Linked DNA regions of Sus scrofa: all the other regions are linked to region 3. The links are chromatin contacts, called in public HiChIP or PLAC-seq maps. All regions are on one chromosome and are shown on one strand. Each heading gives the region's core, a stretch centred on a gene start, on an enhancer-like site or on the middle of the called end of the contact. The rest is flanking DNA. Distances are from core to core; before and after follow the strand shown.

The links. HiChIP or PLAC-seq counts read pairs in DNA pulled down with a chosen protein or histone mark.
Region 1: an H3K27ac HiChIP or PLAC-seq map of alveolar macrophages shows a contact between it and region 3. The contact joins the promoter of RAP1GDS1 here to the promoter of ADH5 in region 3. A contact is called at or near these places in 2 of 2 datasets of contacts at active chromatin or transcription factors (alveolar macrophages and skeletal muscle).
Region 2: an H3K27ac HiChIP or PLAC-seq map of alveolar macrophages shows a contact between it and region 3. The contact joins the promoter of DAPP1 here to the promoter of ADH5 in region 3. A contact is called at or near these places in 2 of 47 Hi-C or Micro-C datasets (embryonic fibroblasts and epiblast stem cells) and 1 of 2 datasets of contacts at active chromatin or transcription factors (alveolar macrophages).

What each region holds. Positions count from the first base shown.
Region 1 is chr8:122,005,997-122,009,079 of Sscrofa11.1, reverse strand. RAP1GDS1 (rap1 GTPase-GDP dissociation stimulator 1) reads left to right here and starts at 1,588. Exons shown (of 14, transcript XM_021101742.1): 1 at 1,588-1,897. The coding sequence starts at 1,894.
Region 2 is chr8:120,700,162-120,703,153 of Sscrofa11.1, reverse strand. It overlaps DAPP1 (dual adapter for phosphotyrosine and 3-phosphotyrosine and 3-phosphoinositide), which reads left to right and starts at 1,701. Exons shown (of 9, transcript XM_013979010.2): 1 at 1,701-2,045. The coding sequence starts at 1,945.
Region 3 is chr8:121,265,461-121,268,597 of Sscrofa11.1, reverse strand. It overlaps ADH5 (alcohol dehydrogenase 5 (class III), chi polypeptide), which reads right to left and starts at 1,804. Exons shown (of 9, transcript NM_001244833.1): 1 at 1,676-1,804. The coding sequence starts at 1,720. C8H4orf17 reads left to right here and starts at 1,900. Exons shown (of 17, transcript XM_021101734.1): 1 at 1,900-2,062; 2 at 2,554-2,709.

The sequences.
Region 1 (3,083 bases), core at 339-2,838, 740 kb before region 3:
AAAAATGTCAACAGACATGCCACGTGAAGGCTGGAATTATGCTCCCATACGCCAAGGACCTACCAGAGCTGGAGAAGACCTGGAATAAATCCTCCCTTAGTGCCTCTACTTGGTAGTGTAGTAGAAGAGTCAAGAGTCTGATTTGATTGTCTTGGGCATCAGAACAGTCTAATAACTTTGACATCTATAGTTACATTGTATTTTCTTGTTTTTCCAAACCTCTCCTCCTTTTTGTTTCATTTTTGTTTTAGAAAATCTGCCCTGCTCAACAAATTACAAGGCCTATTTTGACTTGTGTGCTTTGTAGTATCAGTCATATAAATGGAAACGGATCTGACTGTAAGAGGGCCGCTGATGAAGGGCAGGGAGCACCTTTTCTCAACATTGGGCTGAAAGAGTAAAAGTTGAAAAAGAGAAATTTCCATTTAGCTATTCAGCATCTCCCTCCTACAGGCTGTGCTACTGCCTGCGCCCTTTCCCCGCCTAGACCGTAGTTGCTGCCGCCTGGGGAGACCGACCTGACTCCTCACCCCAACCACCGAGAGTCGGGGCGCGACCAGAGTGCAGGGAACGGGAAGGTTTCCCCCAGCCTCCTCCCGCAGGGCGGAGGACGCAAGACCAGCCTCTGTCTCGCGCGCATGCCCAGTTGGGAGGGTGCCCTCAAAAGGGAGCGCCCAGCTCAGGTTGTCCCCGCCGCTGGGGAGGTGCGGGGAGCAGGCGCTGGCCCCGTGGTCCAAGGAAACTCCGGCGTTCGACCCGATGGGGCCGCAGCCAACTGGGCGGACTTTTGGTTTCCTGCCTTGGCAACCTGTTCCCGCCGCGTTTAAAGGGAGCGGGGCAAAGATGGGCACATCCGAGGAGGGTGGCGCCCGACGGCCAGGGCACCCTTGTGACATGGCTTTTCGGGTGTCCTCCGGGGAAAGGAAGGCCGCGCTCCCCTAGGAAGGAGAACGATACGCTCCGAAGAAATCCCGGGGCGGTCACTCCTCTCGCTGCCGGGAACCTCTTTTAAACTGGCCGCAGCCAGGACAGACTTAACTGTCCCACTGATGTGCCCGCTAATGTTAAGCGCCCTTCCCGCGGCCACCTCCCTTCTCTGTGCCCAGCGGGCCCACACGGCTGCTCTGAAAACAAGCGTCCTCAGATATCTGTCTCCAGAGGCGCTGGCCTCATCGCCAGCATGTCCATGCCGGCCCCGTTTCAGGACGACTGCCTTGCTTCCCGACCACCCTCCCGGGTCTGAGGCGGCCCAGGGTCTCCTCCTTCGGGAAATTCCCGCCTGTGCACCCGGCCTGTCGGGTAATGAAGACTGGCCCGTTTTCCGGGTGTGGGTTGGCCAGGTCGGGGTAGCGACCTGGAAGGTAATAGTTCGGGCACAGCGTCCCGGTACCCAGCCTGCCCAGGGCCTACCCTCCGCCCCTCCGGCGGCAGCCATCAAGCTCCTCCGCGGCGGCTGCAGCCGGCCCGCAAACACACGCCCACCCGCACGCTCAGATTGACTTGCCCCGGGGGGAAAAAAAAGGGAGGCACTGAGCATGCTCGGCGGGGAGGGCGGGGCGCTCCCGGAGTGCGCGTCGGGGCGGGCGCTCCTCCGGCCGGCTCGGCGCCTCCGCCGCCTGCCCGCTCCGAGCTGCGCCCGCCGCAGGCTGCGCCCGCCCCGCCCTACCCCGCCCCGCCCCCCGCCGCTCGTCCCCGCCGCGGCCGCGCTGCCTGCAGCAGCAGCAGCAGCGGCAGCAGCAGCGGCAGCACCAGCTGCTCCTCCCCGGCGGCCGCCCCCCGCGGGTCCCTCCCTGGTTGCGGGAGAGACAGAGGTAGAGGGAGGACACAGCGCCGCGCCGCCCGCACCGGAGACCTTCGCCTCGACCTGCCGGCTCCTCACCCTCTGGGAGGAACATGGGTAAGTCATCCTTCCTCCCCCGTCATCGCCTGACATATTTCTCTTTCTCGGCGTGGTGCAGGGTGGGAAGCATTTCTCGCGCAAAGTTGCCGGATTTCTCCAGTCCACCGGGGTGAGGCAGTGGCTGTTTCTCCGGGGAGAGTCGGCGCACGCGGAACGCACGCCGGGTCCCAGGGCTGGGAGGGTCCAGAGTGCGGGGTGGGGTCGGGCCGCGGGGCCGGACCGCCGCCCGGCTCTCGGGCACCTCGCTGCCTCGCCTCCCCTCCTCCATTCTTCCTGCCCGAGCCGGTGCCCGGGCACCACGGAGCCTGCCCCGCGGGCTCGCATCCGCTGCCCCATCCCGGTTTCTTCAGAGGCCGCCGGCTTCCTTCCCCTCGCGGCTGCTGGGCTGGAGACTCGGGTCCGACCGCTAGAAAGACCACTTCACGTAACTTCCCTGTCTGGGCGACCTTTCCCCATCTTGGGGACTGCTCATCCCGAGGCGGGGAAGTGGGAGCAAGTAGTTTGTGGGGGTGATTTTACAACCTGCACGGAAATTATTTTCGGTGGGGGAGAGCGGACAGTCTCATAGGTTGAAAGGATGACTTGTCAGAGGCCACGAGGAACGTGAGGCAGGATGGATAGAGCCGCTAGCTGTTGAATTCGTGTTGGGTGACTACAGTGTGCACTATTCCGGTGTTCAACGCATTTTCTTGGCTCCTTCGCCTGTCTCCTGTAGCACGAAACTGCACCCTGCCTGTCTGTAACATGGTACCGAACTTACATACTAGTAATGCTTTCCCAGCTTCCCTTGTCGGAATCTATATAATGCGATTTTAGTTCCTTCGTGTTTGTGATTAATCTTAAGAGTTTGGGATGAGATATTTAAGAGTTGGGATGAGATGTTTTACAAAGCTACATATAATTAATCCTACTTTTTCATAATATGTTGCTTCATTGTTAAGTTCAGTAATTGCAAAAACGTCTGGTGGCTACGGTAATGTGATTAAAAGACGAAACATTTTTAAAAATTGTAGCGGTTTGGAATGCCATGCTTCTGCCTGTTCCCCAGTTTGCTTCCATTCCTGTCATAGTTTCTTTCTTCTTTTTAAAATTTGCTCCTTTGGCACCTGTCAACTCAGACTTTCCCCACCCCTTCCTTGCAAGTTATTTTAAGCTTGAGATGAGTGTGGACCTTTTATCTGTC
Region 2 (2,992 bases), core at 452-2,951, 570 kb after region 3:
TTTCTTTTCAGATGACTCTTCTCAAGTCAGGTCTCTGACTCTGTGCCCAAAGGATTGGTGTGAAGACTCTCAAGGCAGATCCTTACCTTCCTGGGAAGTGTGGCAGATCCGCTAGTGATCCGCAAAACTCCCCTGCTCTCTCTTCCTGGCACACTGCCGCCTGACACTTCCAGGTTCTGTTAGGTTGGGTAGAAGGCGATGATAAGTTGTCTTTAGCGGAATGCGAGCGCTCTGAAGATTTATATTTATTCAATGAAAGTGGGAGTAAATGATAAAATACAATTGCAGGAAGAATCATTTTTGGGTATAAAATTGGGAAGTTTTTGTTTTTTAGGGCTGCACCTGTGACATATGGACATTCCCAGGCTGACCCGCTCTCTGCTGTGTCCACGTTCAGCCCCTCCCTGGCCAGGATTGGCCTCTGTTGCAAGTGGACACTGTGCTTCTCTCCAAACCAACAGTAGCCAAAAGAATTTTAAATATTGATGTACAGTCAGTTCCATGTGTGTTATCAGAGCTTCGTCTCCCCGAGGCTATCTCCAGACCCTCAGGAATTTCTCCCTGGCAATCAGAGTAAGCCAGGGTCTCCCAAATCACTGACAATGGAGGTCATAGGGAAAGACTGTAAGAACAGCTAGAAGAACTCCAGGGGCAGACCGACCTCTCCTCTTGGAACAGCTCTGCTCTGCTGTCTTAGTGTCCTAGAAGGCAACCTCCTCAAATGTCACCCCCACGGGAGTCAACCTGAGGCTCTTACTCAAAGGCAGGTGCTGGTTCAGAAGCACTGGGATGAACCACAATTTGGATGCTGCCGGTCCTCAGACAGCACTGCGAGAAGCAAGACAGGGCCCAGTGGTAAACCCTGAGTGAGTGAGGGGCAGAGAGAGAGAGGAAGGTTCTCTCCTGCAGGTACACAGAGAAGGCAGGAAGCATCATATGACCTTTGTTCGTTTATTGCTGTGCTTTGTCTGATTCCCCGGGATTCAGAGTGATGGCAATTTCCCTTTGGAAACTCTCTACAGCTGGCATTGTCTACACAGGCATCTGGACACAAAACAACGCCAGTTGTGAGAAAGCCCAGGACAGGAAGCAGAATTCGGAGACTAACCTGCCTTGTTAGCTGGGCTTTCCCTACCTTCTTCTTAATTAATCCTTCCTCCAGGAGGAATTGCTGACTGTCTCTGAATCATGCTCAACCTGATATAGTGGAAAGCTTGGATGATGGAAGCAGGTCTCAGAATTGAATTCTGCCTTCACAGGGTAATAGATACAACAGCTAGATTTTTCAGTAAGCTCTCCTTATTGGGAATCGGTACTCTAGCACATCTCTTGCCTTCTAGACTGATTCCCAAACAGCAGAAGTGAAATGTCGCTGAGCATCTGAAACAAGTGTCACAAAGTCCAGGCACTAGAAAGAGCTAAAAACCAGACTTCAGAATGGAAGCTTAGCCGTTCCAGTGGTTTGCTTCCCTAACAGCAAGGTTCCTGATCCCGTGTTCCCCGTGGTGGCGTGTGAGACGCAAGGTGGGGGTGATGGATTTCATCCTCCGCAAACCAGAGGCAGAGAACCCTGAGGTGAACCTGTGGTTTCTTTTTTTTTTTCCCCCACGAGGCGAGTCTGGCTTCACGGTCACTCCCAGGTGGAGCAGTTTCACCTTGACTTCCTCTGCCAGAAACTGCCTGGTGCGTGAGGCTGTGTGGGTGTCCTCAGAGGGACGTACCCAGGTCTGCCTGCTTCCTGACTGATACGACTCTCCTGGCTGTGCCTCGGGGCCAGGGTGCTGAGCGACAGTGGGAGGAGTAACCAAGTTTCACTTCCTTGCTGGCTGGAGGCTCAGAGCCGCGGCTTCTCCCTCCCGGCAGAGGGGAGCGTGCCTGGAGCCGCCGAGCCCTCTCCCTCTTAACCCAGCACCTGGAGGGGCTTAGCGGACGCGAGGGGTGCGAATGGGCAGGGCCGAATCTCCAGAAGGGGAGATGAGCACCCAGGACCCTTTGGATCTGTGGAGCAGGTTGGATGGAGAAGCTGAGCCGCTCCAGGACTTGGGGTAAGAGGGCAGGACCCCTTCTCAAAAGTGCTTCTTGGGGGAACCTCAACGCCCCCCCCCCCGCTCCCACCCGAGTGCTCGCTTGGGTGATGATGACGGTCAGCACCCCTTTGCTCCCTGACACCCCAATCTTCTGTCCTTTGCACCTGACTCATCCAGGTCTGTTGGGGGCCAGTGCCATTCCGGAAGCATCTGTTATCTTTCCAGATGTGAAAACAAGGAGGTGGATAGAATGGGACCAAAATCAAAGGGGGGACATGCGTTGCCATGGGGACAGAATCCGGCTGTAGGTGGTGTACCTGGCTTTCCCAGCTGTTAATCTGGTGTGGGAATAAATGTGCTGTGGTTCTGGGCTCCAAACTACAGAGCATAAAGACTGTCATACTTGCGGGTAAGATAGAAAGCCTAGAGCCTGCTGCAAGGGACAGGGACTTTTTCAAAAGAGAAAGAATGAGGAAGTGTCTGTGGAAGCGGCCCATGTGTATTTCTTTGTCCTGATGCTGCGTTTGTGAGCTCTAGTGTGTGTGCAAGTCTGTAAGGGCAATTTTGAGCCTTTTAAATATTAACAAGTCAGGAAGGCAATAAACATTATGCCCCAAGCAGATTTTATGTCCTGGTAGGTGGAGTCATCCTAGCCTTGTCTTTAAGAAGGGACCAGATGAGACAACTTATCCAAGTAGGTCACACAAGAAGCAAGAATTACACAAGAGTGGAGTAGGGGATTTCCTAGAGAAACTGACCTTTTTGCCCTGAAACACTGGGAGCAGCCTGGAGAGGCTGGTTTTGACACCTGTGATTCCGGAGAGGCAAGACCTGCACCTGCTGTCTTATTAAACAGTGCTCATCTTCACAGCCACCCAAAGACATAGGCGCTACTCGCATTTCCATCTCTCAAAGGAAGAAAACGAGCACCAGAGGGATTGACTATCTGGCGTACAGCCGTATGT
Region 3 (3,137 bases), core at 555-3,054:
TGTTGTTCTTGTTGTTGCTATTTCTTGGGCCGCTCTCGCGGCATATGGAGGTTCCCAGGCTAGGGGTTGAATCGGAGCTGTAGCCACCGGCCTACGCCAGAGGCACAGCAACGCAGGATCCGAGCCGCGTCTGCAACCTACACCACAGCTCACGGCAACGCCGGATCGTTAACCCACTGAGCAAGGGCAGGGACCGAACCCGCAACCTCATGGTTCCTAGTCGGATTCGTTAACCACTGCGCCACGACGGGAACTCCATGACAAAGGTTTTGATTTGTTCATATAATGCTTATGAAATATGGTGACAGGATAAAGGTTGCACTGGTTTACAGGAGACAGACGTGAAAGTCTGTAATTACAAAAAGTGTGATTTAGAGAGACGCAAAGTGCTACAGAATGCAAAACATGTGCCAGAAACCTCAAACAAAACCCCAAAGGTAAAATTCAGAATACAAACAATGAAGTCACATAATCTAGACAGGTGAAGCAACAAGACTAAATAGGTCATCCGTAATCTAAGTTTTATGTCCCTCCTCTGCCCTTTCAACATATATCTGAAAGGAGTTTAACCTTTTCCCTTCAATGTGACTTTTTGTTTTTTTCGGAGCTCACTCCCCCTTTTTTGGATGCTTGGCTTGACATGGGATATGTTCCCAGATAAGGAACTGAACCCCAGCTGCAGCAGTGAAAGCACTGAGTCCTAACCACTAGACCACCAGGAACTCCCTTTAAGACAATTCTAAGCAAAACGAAGCCCCACTCTAAATCCAAAGGCAACTTGCCCTACTTCAATATTTGAACTATCATAGGAATTATAATTTCTCACATGTTCTAAAGACACTTGGTAATAACGAAAATAAACTGCCAGTTTGTTAGGTCCGAAAAATCACTCAGAATTTACCATTTGTATTCAAGTCCAAATCTTTCTAGAAAATTCCTGGTTTGCAAGCAATAAAACAATCAGACACTTTAGACCGACTAATCACGTTGTTTGTATGTTTCTGCCTTTCCTATTGTCTTATGTGTACTTCTAGAACCTGTAATAGTTTGTGCACAGGGTTCGGAAGCCTGGTGGTCCTTAGTGTGACCACTGGGCATGACCAACTTCTAAGGCTCAGCTCTTGGTCTGTATAATGGGATACTATCGTGCATAGGTGCTACACGAGGATTAAATTAAAGGAGGGTATGTATAAGGCCCTCTGGTGACCAACTGCTCCACAGCGTTACTGAAAGGGCCCGAAATGCATTCCTTGGTGCCACAATAATAGCTCAATTATGAACTACTATCATGAAAAGCACGCAACCTACCACAGGGTTAGGAGCATGGGCTCTGGCTGCAGCTGTGCCACCTAAAAGTATGACCTTGAGCTAGTTACTTATTTTTGTGAACGCAAAGCATAGAGGCTCCCAAACGGCCTGCAGGACACGGATCGACTCCCCCCCCCCCGTCCTCTCCACCCCCACCCCGCTTCGGCTGCGCCAAAAAGGGCAAAACCCTCTCAAGTAAGGAACAAAAAGCGCCCGCCCTCCCTTCCTTCCCGCAGAGCTGCTCGCCGGAGCCCCTGATTCAGCTTCTACAGTCTGGCCCAACTCCGCGCCGCCCCGAAGCGGGCGGCCGGGTTCTGCCCCATGCTTTCCCTCCCTCTTTCTCCAGCCGCGGAGCCGCAGGCGATACCTGGTTCGCCATGTCCTCCGACTGCGAGCAGCGAGAAGCGGACATCCGGCAGGGCCCGGGGAGGGTCGGCGATGTGGGCGGAGCGTGCGCGTGGCGCTCTTCTACCTCCGCCGGCGCCGGGGCGAGTGCGGAGCAGAGGTTTTCGGGGGACGTGAAGGGGCGGGCCTGGGACGTGAGGGGCGTGGCCTAGTGTGGGCGGAGCTAGAGCTGTAGTAGGAGGCGGGGGTCTCGCGGGAAGTAGGAGGGGTTCCGAGGAGGCTGAGTGGGGGTTCCCGCTGTTTGACTGGCATGACAGGCTTGCTGCGTAATGTTTGTCGGGAGAGAGTTTCCCTGTGTAACTGTAGCCCAGACAGCGCAGAGAAAGCTTACGAAGGAGAGATAGACAAGGTGAGAAACCAGGAATTTCACTGGGAGCCCATGAGAAGCCATGAGAGGACTGCACCACCTTCCCAGTCCTACACACCTGGCGCACAAGTCTCGAGCGCGCCAGATGAGGAAGATAGCGCTCCTCACAGCAGCCTCCGTCAGATGAGCTGTGAGGAGGGATAAGGGGACACAAAGCGGGCTCCTTTGGGAAATTTCCCAATGTCACCTTGAAAAAAACTCACAGTGGAAAAAACCTGTGAGTTGTTTACCCCATGTCTGACCGAGGACTGTGGACCTGGAGACAGCCCCTCAGGTAGTTCTGAGGAACTGGTCGGAGAGGCGGGGAAGAGGCCAGTGTATATATGAAAAATCATATATACACTGGGCTGAGCAGGTTCTTATAATCAAGCTTACATCTCCTAGATAAGTATGGGAAGATGGGAGAATCCAGGTTTTTAAAAAAGTTTGTCTTGAAATAGTTCTAATTTTCTTTTTTTTTTTCTTTTTCTAAGGCCGCACCCGAGGTACATGGAGGTTCCCAGGCTAAGGGTTGAATTGGAGCTGGAGCCGCTGGCCTACGCCACAGCCACAGCAACGCAGGATCCCAGTCGGTCTGAGACCTACACCACAGCTCACTGCAAGGCGGGATCCTTGACCCACTGAACGAGGTAAGGGATAGAACCTGCAACCTCATGGTTCCTAGTCAGATTCGTTAACCACTGAACCAGGACGGGAACTCCTACTTCTAATTTTCTAAGGGCCTGTTTTCCCAGAGCATGGAGTGCCTCTTCCCTGATCTTCCCCTGGATTTCCTTTCAGGGTGTGTCGTAGGTCTGCAACTGGGGGGGCTAATGACTCAGTCTCTGTAGACCTGCATGGTGGGCAGCATTCTTTGTTTTACACCAGGCTCCTGTTCCAGCTGTTGCTGCTGAAGGGTGAGTAGGAGTTTTGGTGGGAAATCCATAGGACATGAGGAGAGAACTTTGCCAGGAGGAGAAGGAGGCAGTGAAAAGTCTCTGGAACATGGGTGCATTTGATGTGTTTTAAGAGTGTTTAGAAAGAGGAAAGATAGAGTATTTGTCACTTTACTCTTAAA